Linked DNA regions of Sus scrofa: regions 2, 3 and 4 are each linked to region 1. Evidence: chromatin contacts called from public HiChIP or PLAC-seq data. All regions are on one chromosome and are shown on one strand. Each heading gives the region's core, a stretch centred on a gene start, on an enhancer-like site or on the middle of the called end of the contact. The rest is flanking DNA. Distances are from core to core; before and after follow the strand shown.

Evidence for each region. HiChIP or PLAC-seq counts read pairs in DNA pulled down with a chosen protein or histone mark.
Region 2: an H3K27ac HiChIP or PLAC-seq map of alveolar macrophages shows a contact between it and region 1. The contact joins the promoter of SKP1 here to the promoter of JADE2 in region 1. A contact is called at or near these places in 1 of 5 promoter capture datasets (fetal liver), 2 of 47 Hi-C or Micro-C datasets (brain and embryonic fibroblasts) and 1 of 2 datasets of contacts at active chromatin or transcription factors (alveolar macrophages).
Region 3: an H3K27ac HiChIP or PLAC-seq map of alveolar macrophages shows a contact between it and region 1. The contact joins the enhancer-like site here to the promoter of JADE2 in region 1. A contact is called at or near these places in 1 of 5 promoter capture datasets (liver), 5 of 47 Hi-C or Micro-C datasets (alveolar macrophages, embryonic fibroblasts, fetal heart ventricle and 1 more) and 2 of 2 datasets of contacts at active chromatin or transcription factors (alveolar macrophages and skeletal muscle).
Region 4: an H3K27ac HiChIP or PLAC-seq map of alveolar macrophages shows a contact between it and region 1. The contact joins the promoter of PPP2CA here to the promoter of JADE2 in region 1. A contact is called at or near these places in 1 of 47 Hi-C or Micro-C datasets (liver) and 1 of 2 datasets of contacts at active chromatin or transcription factors (alveolar macrophages).

The regions. Positions count from the first base shown.
Region 1 is chr2:136,684,744-136,687,443 of Sscrofa11.1, reverse strand. JADE2 (protein Jade-2) reads right to left here and starts at 1,388. Exons shown (of 19, transcript XM_021084773.1): 1 at 1,064-1,388; 2 at 463-508. It overlaps CDKN2AIPNL (CDKN2A interacting protein N-terminal like), which reads left to right and starts at 1,543. Exons shown (of 3, transcript NM_001244537.1): 1 at 1,543-1,782. The coding sequence starts at 1,544.
Region 2 is chr2:136,475,001-136,477,700 of Sscrofa11.1, reverse strand. It overlaps SKP1 (S-phase kinase-associated protein 1), which reads left to right and starts at 1,337. Exons shown (of 6, transcript XM_021084761.1): 1 at 1,337-1,792.
Region 3 is chr2:136,815,184-136,817,883 of Sscrofa11.1, reverse strand. All of the region lies in intron 16 of JADE2 (protein Jade-2), which reads right to left. Among named protein-coding and RNA genes, the nearest start is that of SAR1B, 58 kb to the left of the region's middle. Within about 2 kb of position 1,278, at least 32 of the 83 cell types and tissues checked have an H3K27ac peak or open chromatin away from gene starts, as enhancers often do. A contact at or near this core is called in alveolar macrophages, where this site is marked.
Region 4 is chr2:136,521,279-136,523,980 of Sscrofa11.1, reverse strand. It overlaps PPP2CA (protein phosphatase 2 catalytic subunit alpha), which reads left to right and starts at 1,351. Exons shown (of 7, transcript NM_214366.1): 1 at 1,351-1,630. The coding sequence starts at 1,529.

The DNA of each region.
Region 1 (2,700 bases), core at 139-2,638:
GGGAGTTCCAGCTCTGGGCACCTATTCCTGATTGATATGGAAAAGCTAAGTCTGTCTTTGGTTTCACAGCCCTGTTCACATTCTTGCTGCTGGAGATGCCTGCCTATGGTTAACCAAGTGGGATGTCACTAAGCCTGGTGCTAGTTCTGCTGGCACACTCTACTCAAAAGACTGCCCGGTATTTCTATTCAGTATAGGTTGTCTGCCTGCTGGAGTCTCTGATGTCCCACCAGAAGCTGCAGAGCCAGCACACAACACACAGGAGCTCTACCCCTACGCCCCACTCACAATGTAGGCCCTAAACACACTGGAGCCCTGATCCTGGATTCTAGGCCCAGCTCTGCATTTCACCCTACATTTCATGGGGGATGATGGGAAGCCCGTCAGGTCAATAATTTCTCAAGGCTGATGGCGGCTCAAGTGGTTTCCCAGTTACTGTACTTGAATGGGATGGAAATTTACCTTTGATGAGGAAGAAGCTCTTCTGTCTCTCAGCGGGTTCACCTGACTGTAGAACAGAAAACAGAGTCAGGCCAGCTCACCTGCTCATCTCCTCTGGACACATCCATTTTGGCTCCTTTTGGAAACACCTGTTTAAAATCCTTCAGTGGCTCCCCATTCCTTTTAGGATCTAGATCACAAGCCCTTCCATGACCTGCCCTTACTGCTCTTTGCAGCTTCATCCCCTCCACTGTTCCCCCCACTCTAGGATTTGTCATAAAGATCTTGCCGTTCTCTTACCAGACTAAGCTTTCTTGAGGTGCCCTGCTCGTCTTAGTCTAGTTAATTCCTGCTCATCCCTCAGCTCTCCAGCAGTCATTTCCCTGACCCACGGGACTGGATCACATCTCTGGCTTATTCATGCTCCTAGCCCTCTGGGCCTCTCTTTACTAAAATTTGTCAACGTTGAAAAATTTCCCTTGAGCAATTAGTATCACTAACAATGTCTGTCTCCGCCAGCAGACGATAAAGTTCATTAGAACAACGCTCGGAGTTGGCTCTCATTGCATCCCCAGCACCTAGCAAAGGGTCTAGCAGGTATTCAGCTGGATGGGTGACTCACTCCAGGAAGGCAGGCCACACACTGGGTGGGGGTGTCGAGACCTCTGGGAATCAATCAGAAGCTAACACAGAGCATCTCTACGTAAACAAGTGCTCAGAACCGAGGACACTGGACTTTGGGCCGGAGCCCGGGGAACTCCCCGGGCAAGGACGCTGGACATCCCTGGCCGGCCTCCAGCTCCGAATGGGAGAGGGCCGCCCTTCCTCTGCGCTCGGCGGGAGCCTCCGTTTCCCTGCTGGTTGCCCGCGGGGCTGGCCGAGAACTGCCCCTGCGGCCTCCGGGGAGACCCACGCCCGGGACTGCGGGCCGCGGGAGTCTGCAGGGCCCGGCGGGGTTGGCCGCCGCGCCCAGCGAGGGCGCTCCAGGCCCGTCCTCCCGAGCAGTCGCGCGCCGCCGGGGCCCCTCTAGGCGCAGGGAGGTGGCGCGGTGCGTGTCGGGAAGGCGGCGGGGGAGGGCTGGCCCTCCGCGGCGCAGGGCGGCATGGTGGGTGGCGAGGCGGCCGCCGCCGTGGAGGAGCTGGTCTCGGGAGTGCGGCAGGCGACCGACTTCGCGGAGCAGTTTCGCTCCTACTCGGAGAGCGAGAAGCAATGGAAGGCTCGCATGGAATTCATCCTGCGCCACCTGCCCGACTACCGCGACCCGCCCGACGGCGGCGGCCGCCTGGACCAGCTGCTGTCCCTTTCCATGGTCTGGGCTAATCACCTCTTCCTGGGTTGCAGGTGCGGACCCCCACCGGCTAGCTGACCCCGTCCCGACCCCAGTCCTTCCCCAGGGCTGACGGTGCCCCCAGCCTCCAGTGGCACTAGCCAGGCCTCTGGCTGGTGTCCTACCCTAGCCCGCCCCTTGCAAAGCTACTTAACCTCGTTGAGCTTCAGTTTCACCTGGAAAATGAGTTGTGATGACTACAGTATTAAAAGATGAACAGCACCTCGCATAGGCTGTCATCTAGCAAGAGCTCAGTAACATGCTAGGCGTTCAAATTGCTGTTGGTGTTTGTATTATTACTTCAAACCATCACCTTTGCGGAGTGCACTTTAAGTTCATTCATTCCTTTCCTCCTGGCAAACGTGCAGGGACAATGGCTGAGACCCCCCCACACCCCCCCAATTTACATAAAAAGGTGAGAGAGGGGAAGAGACACACCTAGGGCTACCTGGCTTCTGGCAGGGTTGGTGGATTTTACCACTTATGGCAAGAGATAATATTTGGCCTTTGGTTTTTCCTCATTCCCTGGTCTGCTGGACCCCATAGCAAGAGCCAGCCTTTGTGTCTCTGCCTTTCCTTTTATGAAAATAACAAATGCCTTCAAGGGTCTGGTTTTGAAATGCCTGAAATGGCACTCCCTTTGCCACTCCATGCAAAAGGTGGCAAATCTTGGGCCTCCCACATCCTTTTAGCGTTTCCTGATATTGTGTTAGGGTAAGATGACTTGGCTTAGTCCTGGTTTCCTTGCTCCTTATGGCTGCCTCGTGTCGTGGCCCCTCCAGCCCTAAGCCACTTGGTTTTGCTTTCAGACTTGGGCAGTTATTAGAATGGGATTTGGGGAAGCAATGCCACGTGCATCCCTCCCTTTCCTCCGCTTTCCAGGTGTCTCTAGGAAATTCTGGTTAATGGGAGATTAGGCAAATGTCAGAAAA
Region 2 (2,700 bases), core at 88-2,587, 210 kb after region 1:
CCTTCCTAATGCCAGGCCCTGTGCCAGATCCTCCAGCTAGACGTGTAATCTGGCACTGCCCAGTCCTGCTTAGGATGCTCAACTAGGCTACAAGGTGGCCCTTATATGCCACAGGCAGGGGAGCAAAGGGGATCTAGTGGGCCTTAACTAAGAGACCAGAAGCTGGAGCTGCTTAGGGCAGGGCAGGCTTGTGGAGAAAAAGTCTGAGAGCTGTAGGTCCTTTCATCTTCCCGACATCAGCTGTGGCACCTGGCAGACACTGGATACCACAGCTTGGAGACAAAGACCTGGTAACCCAAGGAGCTGCTTGGTCTCCCTGCCCAGTCCCATCTCAGAAGAGCTGCAGGCTTCTGATTTCTTTAGGGGGCCCTGTGTGGAAGTGTCCTTTGTCTCCTTGGCGTCAGGAATACCATCACGTGCCTGCTGGTTAGGTGAGCCTGGCGCCTTAGTCTCCTCCAGAGGGGTGGCATTGTTCTCTAAACAGAGCAGGGTAGAGCAGGTCAAAGTCCCTGACTGGAGAGGGTGGGAGTGGGAATTTGCAGACTAACCCCTTTCCCTTGAGGGTTGGTTTCATCTTAGGGACCCTAACACAGCCTTTAGGGAGCATCCCACACAAGGGCTCTCTGCAGGCTGGACTCTGGCTGCCTCGTTCGCTGCCGAATTCCTAGCACCCATCACCTCGCCCTCCCCCCACCCAATACACTTTTGCTAACTTGGGGTTTCCCTGAAACAGTGGTTACTTTGGATTGGAGGCCTCTTCAGAAGTCGATAGGAAATCAGAGTTGAGAGTATCAAACAATCCTTGCTCTGCCACTGAACCGTTTTGAACCTGTTCCCTCACAAGTCAAAGAGAAAAGGGTAATGGTATTTCTTCTTCTTTTTTTTTTTTTGTCTTTTTGTCTTTCTAGGGCCGCACCCAAGGCATACGGAGGTTCCCTGGCTAGGGGTCGAATCGGAGCTGTAGCCACCGGCCTACACCAGAGCCACAACGTGGGATCCGAGTCGCGACTGTGACCTACACCACAGCTCATGGCCACTCCAAATCCTTAACCCACTGAGCGAGGCCAGGGATCGAACCCGAAACCTCATGGTTTCTAGTCGGATTCGTTAACCACTGAGCCACGAGGGGAACTCCTGATATTTCTTCTTATGCATTATTGTGGAGAGTGAGCTAACTCATGTAGGGTTCAGGGGAGGACACTGAGGCCCTGAGCAAAATCTCACAGCGCTGGCTGCAAAGATCAGCGCCCTTTCTTTCTCAGAGTCCCAGTTTCCCCATCATGAAAAGGAGCTGCAGCCCCTCCCAAACACCACCCCTAACACAGACGCCTCTCCCTCCCCACTCCGCCCCTCTCTCCCCGCTACTCCCCGCGCTCTCCCTCCCGGCCCCTCGCTCCAGGTTTCTAGGCTTTTCGGGACTGGGGTCTTTAATTCGACTTAGGCCAGCTCCCGCCTGAAAGACCCTTGCAGGCCGTGGAGTATCTGAGCCAGTCCCCCGTTTCCGCTTTGAGGGGAGTGAGCGCCGCTTTCGAGGGAAGGGGTGAGACTCAAGGCCCGCCGCGCCTCGCCCCGCCGGTCTGCGCCTGCCGTCAGGCGATCTCGGCGGCCAGCCCTGCCGTCTCTGTGACGTCACGGGCCCCGGGGTCCTCGGCGCCTGCGCCCGCTGCTATAAAGGCGACGCCGCGCCACTCGGTTGAAGTCGCCTTGTGCGTCGCTTTTCTGTCTCTCCGGTTGCGGACACCGCCCTTCTCTCGTCAGCCTCCGGCCCGCCATCTCCTTGAGCCCAAACACCGTGAGTACCCGCCGCCTGAGCTGAAAGGGGGCGGTGGCGCCGCAGATTGCGAGCCGCGGGCCGCCCCGCTGCGGCTTTGGCCTTGCTCGAAACGGCAGGCACCTGGGCCTGGCCTTCCCTCAGGCCCGGTGAAAGCCGTCGTCGACCCCATTCTCCCGGAGGTGCCATTCACCTCCCACACCGCCCCTCGACTTGCCGAGGCCTCTTTTAGCCGCTAGTCTTCACCGCGCCCAGGCGGGCGGGAGGGAGAAGGTGTGAGCGGAACCGGGATTGGGCCTTCTCTGCGCGGGGCGACCCTCAGCCGTCGCGGAGCAAGGCTGCAGGCCCAGGCTGCGGCCGGGGCCTCCCTCGGCGGTTGAGCCCATCGGCCCCGGGAAGCCAGGGCGAGGGTGGTGGCGGGGCTTTTAATGGACTTCTCTGGGTCGTCGTGAGCATGGGCGTTTGTCCGTTTGTTGTTCGGGTGTCCCAGAGGAAGCGTGGTAGGGTCGTCCCGCAGCTGGATTCTTGGCTCTCAGTCTTTCTCGCCCCTGTGTCTGGCGTCACTCGTCCTGGTTAACTGCGCCGGAGCCGAATTTCGGCAGAGAGCTGCCTGCTCCTTCGGAATATTTGTCGCCCATTATTTTGCCACAGCCCGCGGTTGTTGAAGCAATTGTTGGAGTAGCAGGTGCCATCGCCACAGTGGTTTGGCTTTTAGGTGCACCAACTCCGTAAACTTACTAAGAGGTTTTCGAAGGGATAGGATGTTCACCTGCTTTGGTTTGCTTTTTAATGGAGACTAAAGGTTGGAGTTTGGGCTCATGAATGTTTTCATGAGAGCGTCACAGCAGAATGTTTGTGTGTCATAGAGCAACGCAGATTTCACTTTGCCCTATAAGAAGAAGTGTCAGAACTTCGGGTCACTTAAACAG
Region 3 (2,700 bases), core at 29-2,528, 130 kb before region 1:
CTGGCCAGCGGGCACCTTGGAGGGCTTGCCTATTCACTGCTATGGGCTCGCGTCTGGTCACAGAACGGCTCCTGTTGGGTGAGGCTCTGCCCAGACGCCAGGGACAGGCGGTGAGCTAAGGCCCGACGGGGTGGGAGTGAAGTAAGCAGGGGACAGGGAAGGAGGAAGCGAGCAGGGGAGCGGAGGCTGCGGTTGAGAAGGGGTGTTTGGGGATTCCAGCTTACCGACCCAGAGCGGCTAGAGGGCAGGACAGGATCTGAGCGGGCAGAGGTGCTAACGGGGAGGAAAAGCCCCAGCGCCGGGAGACACGGGGCTCAGGAGCACGAGTTCTGAGGCCAGGGCTGCCCAGGACAAGACAGGCTTTGCTGGGCCGTCAAGGGGACCACACTCCAGGCCCTGAGGACTGAGGAAAGGGGATGCGACCAGTGGACAAGGAAGGAGGTGGCAAGCATGGGGGAGGCATCAGCAACGAGCCGCCGGGAGTTCCTCCTTGTCTGTCCTCTGGGGGGGGGGTGTCTGAGAGCTGCCCCCACTCTCCCAGCTCCTCTCAGGCCAGGTCACACCTTCAATGAACTCCTGGTAGCCAGATGCGGAGCCACAGGCAGCGAGGCCTTGCATAGCCCAAACCGCCAGGACCGTTGCTAGGGGACACGGGCCGGCATCCGCTCATCGTCAGGGCTGCAATTTTTTTGTCAGCTGGGAGTAACTCCGGGGGGCTGTAGCGGCCGTGCCTTCCCGTACTGATGGCCAGGGCCGAGGCCTGAGGCGGAAATGTCGGGAAAGCACATCTTCTAGGCTGACCATAAAATCGGATTTCATGCTGGGGAAGGCAGCGTGGTCCCTGTTCCTGCTTCTCTCAGCCAAGTCCCCGCCTGGCCTTGGGAGGCACACCCATCAGGGAAAATGCCCTGACTCCCGGGCCCTGGCACTGGGGCTGCCCTTTCGGTCCTCCCCAGAAGGCACCCTCTGAGCAACCCACCCTTCCAGGAGCCAGAGTGGCAACAAGGACCATCACCACCAATAGAGGGCAGTGTGCTAAGCGTGCGCCCCATCCTTCTCGTGGTCCAAGGTCAACCAGATCCTTACTCCCATTTTACAGCCAAGGAAACTGAAACCCCGTCAGAAGCAGAAACCGAAACTCAGAAGGCACAGAACTGGGAAGGGCTGGAACTGGCTGTGGACCCAGGCTACCCACAGCCTCGGCCTCAACCCTACCCTGCATCCCTGATGGATCCAGTCCAAGCTGGCGTGGTGCCCAGTAACAGGCTGGATAGTCTTGGCTGTTGGCACTGGCCCATGGTCAGAGACCGGGCCTGCTGGCCAGGCCACCAACAGTCACGGGCCTGCACAGACAGCCTTCCCCATGGCATCACTCACTCACGCCGCGAAAGGCCCAGAGACTGGACCTGGAGGGGGTCGAGCCAGCACAGGGTTGTCTCCGACGTCCTCTCCTCAGCCTGCCCATGCTGTACCCTCCCTCGCCTGCCACGCAGTGGGTACCTGTCAGCCCAGCTTGGAGGTTGCTGGAGAAGCAGCATTTTGACAGGCCCTCCTGAGCCCTAAGAAGCTGCACAGACTTCAAGGCTCGGCCTTGCCTCCTCTTCCTGGGGGAAGCCTGGGCCCACTCATACCTGACTTTGGAGGGCTCTATGGCCCCAGAACCCCAGAGCTGCCTCAGCTGGCATCCTGCCCCTTGACAACCTCAGTCCCTGGCCGCAACTGTACCAAGTGGCGTTGAGAGGCGAGCGGACCGATAAGTGGCCCCCAAATGGACAGACTAGACGATAAGCCAACACCTCTCTGACAAACCCTCCCCCGACTCAGGTCCATATTCAACTCAACCTTAGAAAATAAACATCCCTCTCTGAGCCCCAGGGTTCCCGTCTGTTCACAGCAGGGATGGCACCACACACTTCTGGTCCCTTTTTCCAGGATGATGATCCATAGCTGAGCCCACCCCTGACCCCCCTACACAGCCTAGCCAGGGTCAGACACGGCACCGACCAGCACATACCAGGGAAGTCAGATGTCCCGAGTCATCTGGAAAAAGGAGTGAGAGCAGGATGCCTGCACTGGAGACCCTGGGGGGAGACTCGGGGATGGCCTGAGGGCAGGCGTGGAACAGCTTTGATCTCAGAAGGATCTGTACCTGATGGTCCTGCCCCGTGAGACAGGAGGCTGGGCTGCGCAGGAAGTGGTGACTGCAACGTTGCTGGCCTTGCTCTCTGTCCTGCTGGGAGCCATGGACATTTAGCGTCCCCCATGCCCCTGCCTTCTGACCCAGGAGTAGGCTGGCAACCAGACAGTAAGCTCCCTGCTAGGCCAACAGGGTCCTCTGACCTGGGAAGATCAGTGCGGTGAAGACGGGTGGAGAAGCCGGGTCCAGTTTCATAGCCTCCGTCTCATCTCCCCCACCACCTGGCCACCAGAGCCCCACAGGACAACATCTGCCGAGTTGCTCTAAGGGCTCTACAGAAGCGCCAGCTGAGAGACACGTAAGCGGAGCAGCTGCCCCAGGTCACATGCAGCCGCCCTGATGCTCCCCCCAGGGCGGTCTCCTAGCCCGGCCTGGGGACAGGGTGGCCATGTGTGTCTGTGTCCACGGAGGACACTCTGACATGCCCCTCAGCCCAAGCCCCAGAGTCCTAGAACTCAGTGTCCCACAGAGGGGAGGCCAGAACAGCAACTGGGGATCAGAGG
Region 4 (2,702 bases), core at 102-2,601, 160 kb after region 1:
TATAAGAGACCCCATTGCTCCACATCCTCACCAACATTGGATGTTGACAGTTTTTGCCAAATGGGTGAGAGTCAAACCTGGAATCTGTGGTTTTCATTTCCCTGCTTACTACCCTTGTGTTACTGGCCATTCATCTTCCTGCTTTTGTGAAGGGCTCTTCTGCCTGTCTATCCCCAGATCATCCCAGGAAGTACACAAGCTCCGTCAGGGTAGGGTACCTCTGTTTGTATGACCCTTCTGTCCTTCGGGCATGAATCTTGAACATAACTGGCGGTGTACGGAGCCAAATATTTCTGCGAATGCAAGGACAACGGAATGCGGATACATTTCACGAATCTCGAAGAGATTTATAGCCAGAGGTCCGATCCTAGGGTATCTGAGCTTTCTTTAAAGCGCACATCACAGCCGCTTCTAACACTACCGGGTCTCAATCAGGACCGGTGCGTCCATCTCCTTGCGGTCTTCCCTCTAGAAAGAAGGCCTGAGTGGGCAGACGGTTGGTGGGGGTGGGGTCGGGGGCGTTTTCTTCTTCCCTTGGAGGCTCGGAGTCGGAGGAAAGCGCCCACCTAGGGGGGAAGGCCACAATGGCAAGACTGCAGCGGCGCCTGTGGAAGCCAGGAGCGCTAGGAGGCCCCAGCCATGGCGCTAGAAGAGACATCGAGGCCCGGGGACAGGTGTGTTGGGGAGTCAGGTGCACTGCGCAGTACTGCAGGTACACCCTCTTCCGCCTACGACTGACCTAATTACAAGGTGCTGGCCGCACCCGGAGGCAGGGGTGGCTACTCCAACCTGGCTACCACTCGGCGCCTGTTCCTGCTCCCAAGATGCAGCAATTCCAGTGCTGTTGTAGAATGGAGGAGCCACGGGGCCCAATTCTCGTTTCCGTGCTTTGGCAGTCGCCAGGTGAGGAGCCGAGGCGTATCACCTCAGGGAAAAAGTCTCCGGCAACAAGGAGCCACCCTCGCACCCCGGCTGCGCCTGCGCCTGGTCCGCAACTACACCCTGCAGGATTTAGTGCTCTAAGATTAGCCCACTTCCCAGCTATAAGCAAGGCCCCTGCTTGGACTCGGTCTTCCCTTCCCCCTCGGCCCCTCCCTTCTACAGGACCGCGCCCTAAAAGCGAAGGTGCCTGTTTCCAGCCGGCTACTTTACGCGCCTGCGCCCTGGCCCCTAGTTCCCGCCCCCGCTCGGGTCTGGCCGCAGATGAGAGCCGGCCCGGCAGTTGCGCAGCTCGTATCCCGGCGCTTCTACCCCTCCTCACCCCGCCACCTCCTGACGCCGGGCGTGACGTCACCACGCCGGCGGCCGCCATTACAGAGCCGAGCTCCAAGGCTAGAGCGAGCGGAGGAGGTCAGTGGCCGGTAGCCGAACACCGAGGGGCGAGTCAACCGGGCAGCGCTACTGCCGAGCAGCCTTCAGCAGCCACACAAGTACCCCGGGGGCCGACGGCAGCGTGTGCGTGTGGCCCGTGTGCGGGCGGCGGCGCGGGAGTAGCGCGGAGCGGCAGCCGGTTCGGGCGGGTGGCATCATGGACGAGAAGGTGTTCACTAAGGAGCTGGACCAGTGGATCGAGCAGCTGAATGAGTGCAAGCAGCTGTCCGAGTCCCAGGTCAAGAGCCTCTGCGAGAAGGTGAGCTGCACTCCGGCTTCGGGAGCCGGGGCGGGCCGAGCCCGCCGAGAAGGAAGCGGCCGCGGGGAGGGTGCAACATGGCGGAGGCCAGCGGCCCCGGCCCCCGAGCCTCCCAGACCGGCCCCCGGCGCGGCCCGGCGGCGGCTCCCGGACGACCCGGCGCCCCCTGCCTCCCGCGCAGGGATTGGTTGTCGCTGCCACCGCCGCCTAAAATGGCGCCGTTCACCCGACTCCGGGGCTTCAGAGCTTCCCGGCCTTGGCTGGAAGCGAAGTGGCTGGGGGAGGGTGCGGGGGAGCGGAGACCCTGCGAGTAAGGGTCAGGGACGGTTTTGATATCTGGGCACGAGGTCTTAGGTTCTACGGCCTGGGAATGGGGCCTGGGACTCTTCTGTGAGTTTGGTGGGAGGTTTCTTACTTGTACTCAGGCCGAATGCTTAGGTCCAGAGCTGTCCAGAGGGTCCCCCAGAGGCAAGCTTGTAGGCCGGATCCCGGGACCTATCTAATAAAGGTCACGCAGATTTAGCATCGTCTTGAGTGGTTTATGGTAAACCTCTCGAGCTGTGTTTTCCAGAGACTTATTAGTACATTTTTTCGAGAATTTTTAAATGAGCTTTTAATCTAAGTTTCAATGAAGGTCATGGTGGTAGTTATAGGGAGGAGTATAACTTATTTTTCATAGTTGGAAGAATTAGACATTTTGGTGAGTCATTCTACATAGGAGCTTTGGGATTGGAAATCAAGTGTCAGTTTAATCTCTGATTTATATGCTGACTCAAATTGGATAGTATGAAACCCTTCTTTAAGCTTAAGGTTCTTGGCATTTTGCCATTTGTTTTTTAAATGAGCAGCATAAACTGTTAAGACCAGCAGATTTTGTATCCTTGCTCTCTGCTGGAAAAGTTGTTAGTATATTTGTGACTTTAAGTAGTAAGTATGATATTAACAGCTGTTGATCGAGCTTTTGCTGTATTCCAGTCATTGTGTTTAGTGTTTAAATCCCACAAACGTTTAAAATGGAATGTTGTAGTCTGTTTTAGAAGTCCATTTTAAATGACCTAATTCTGATTTGTTT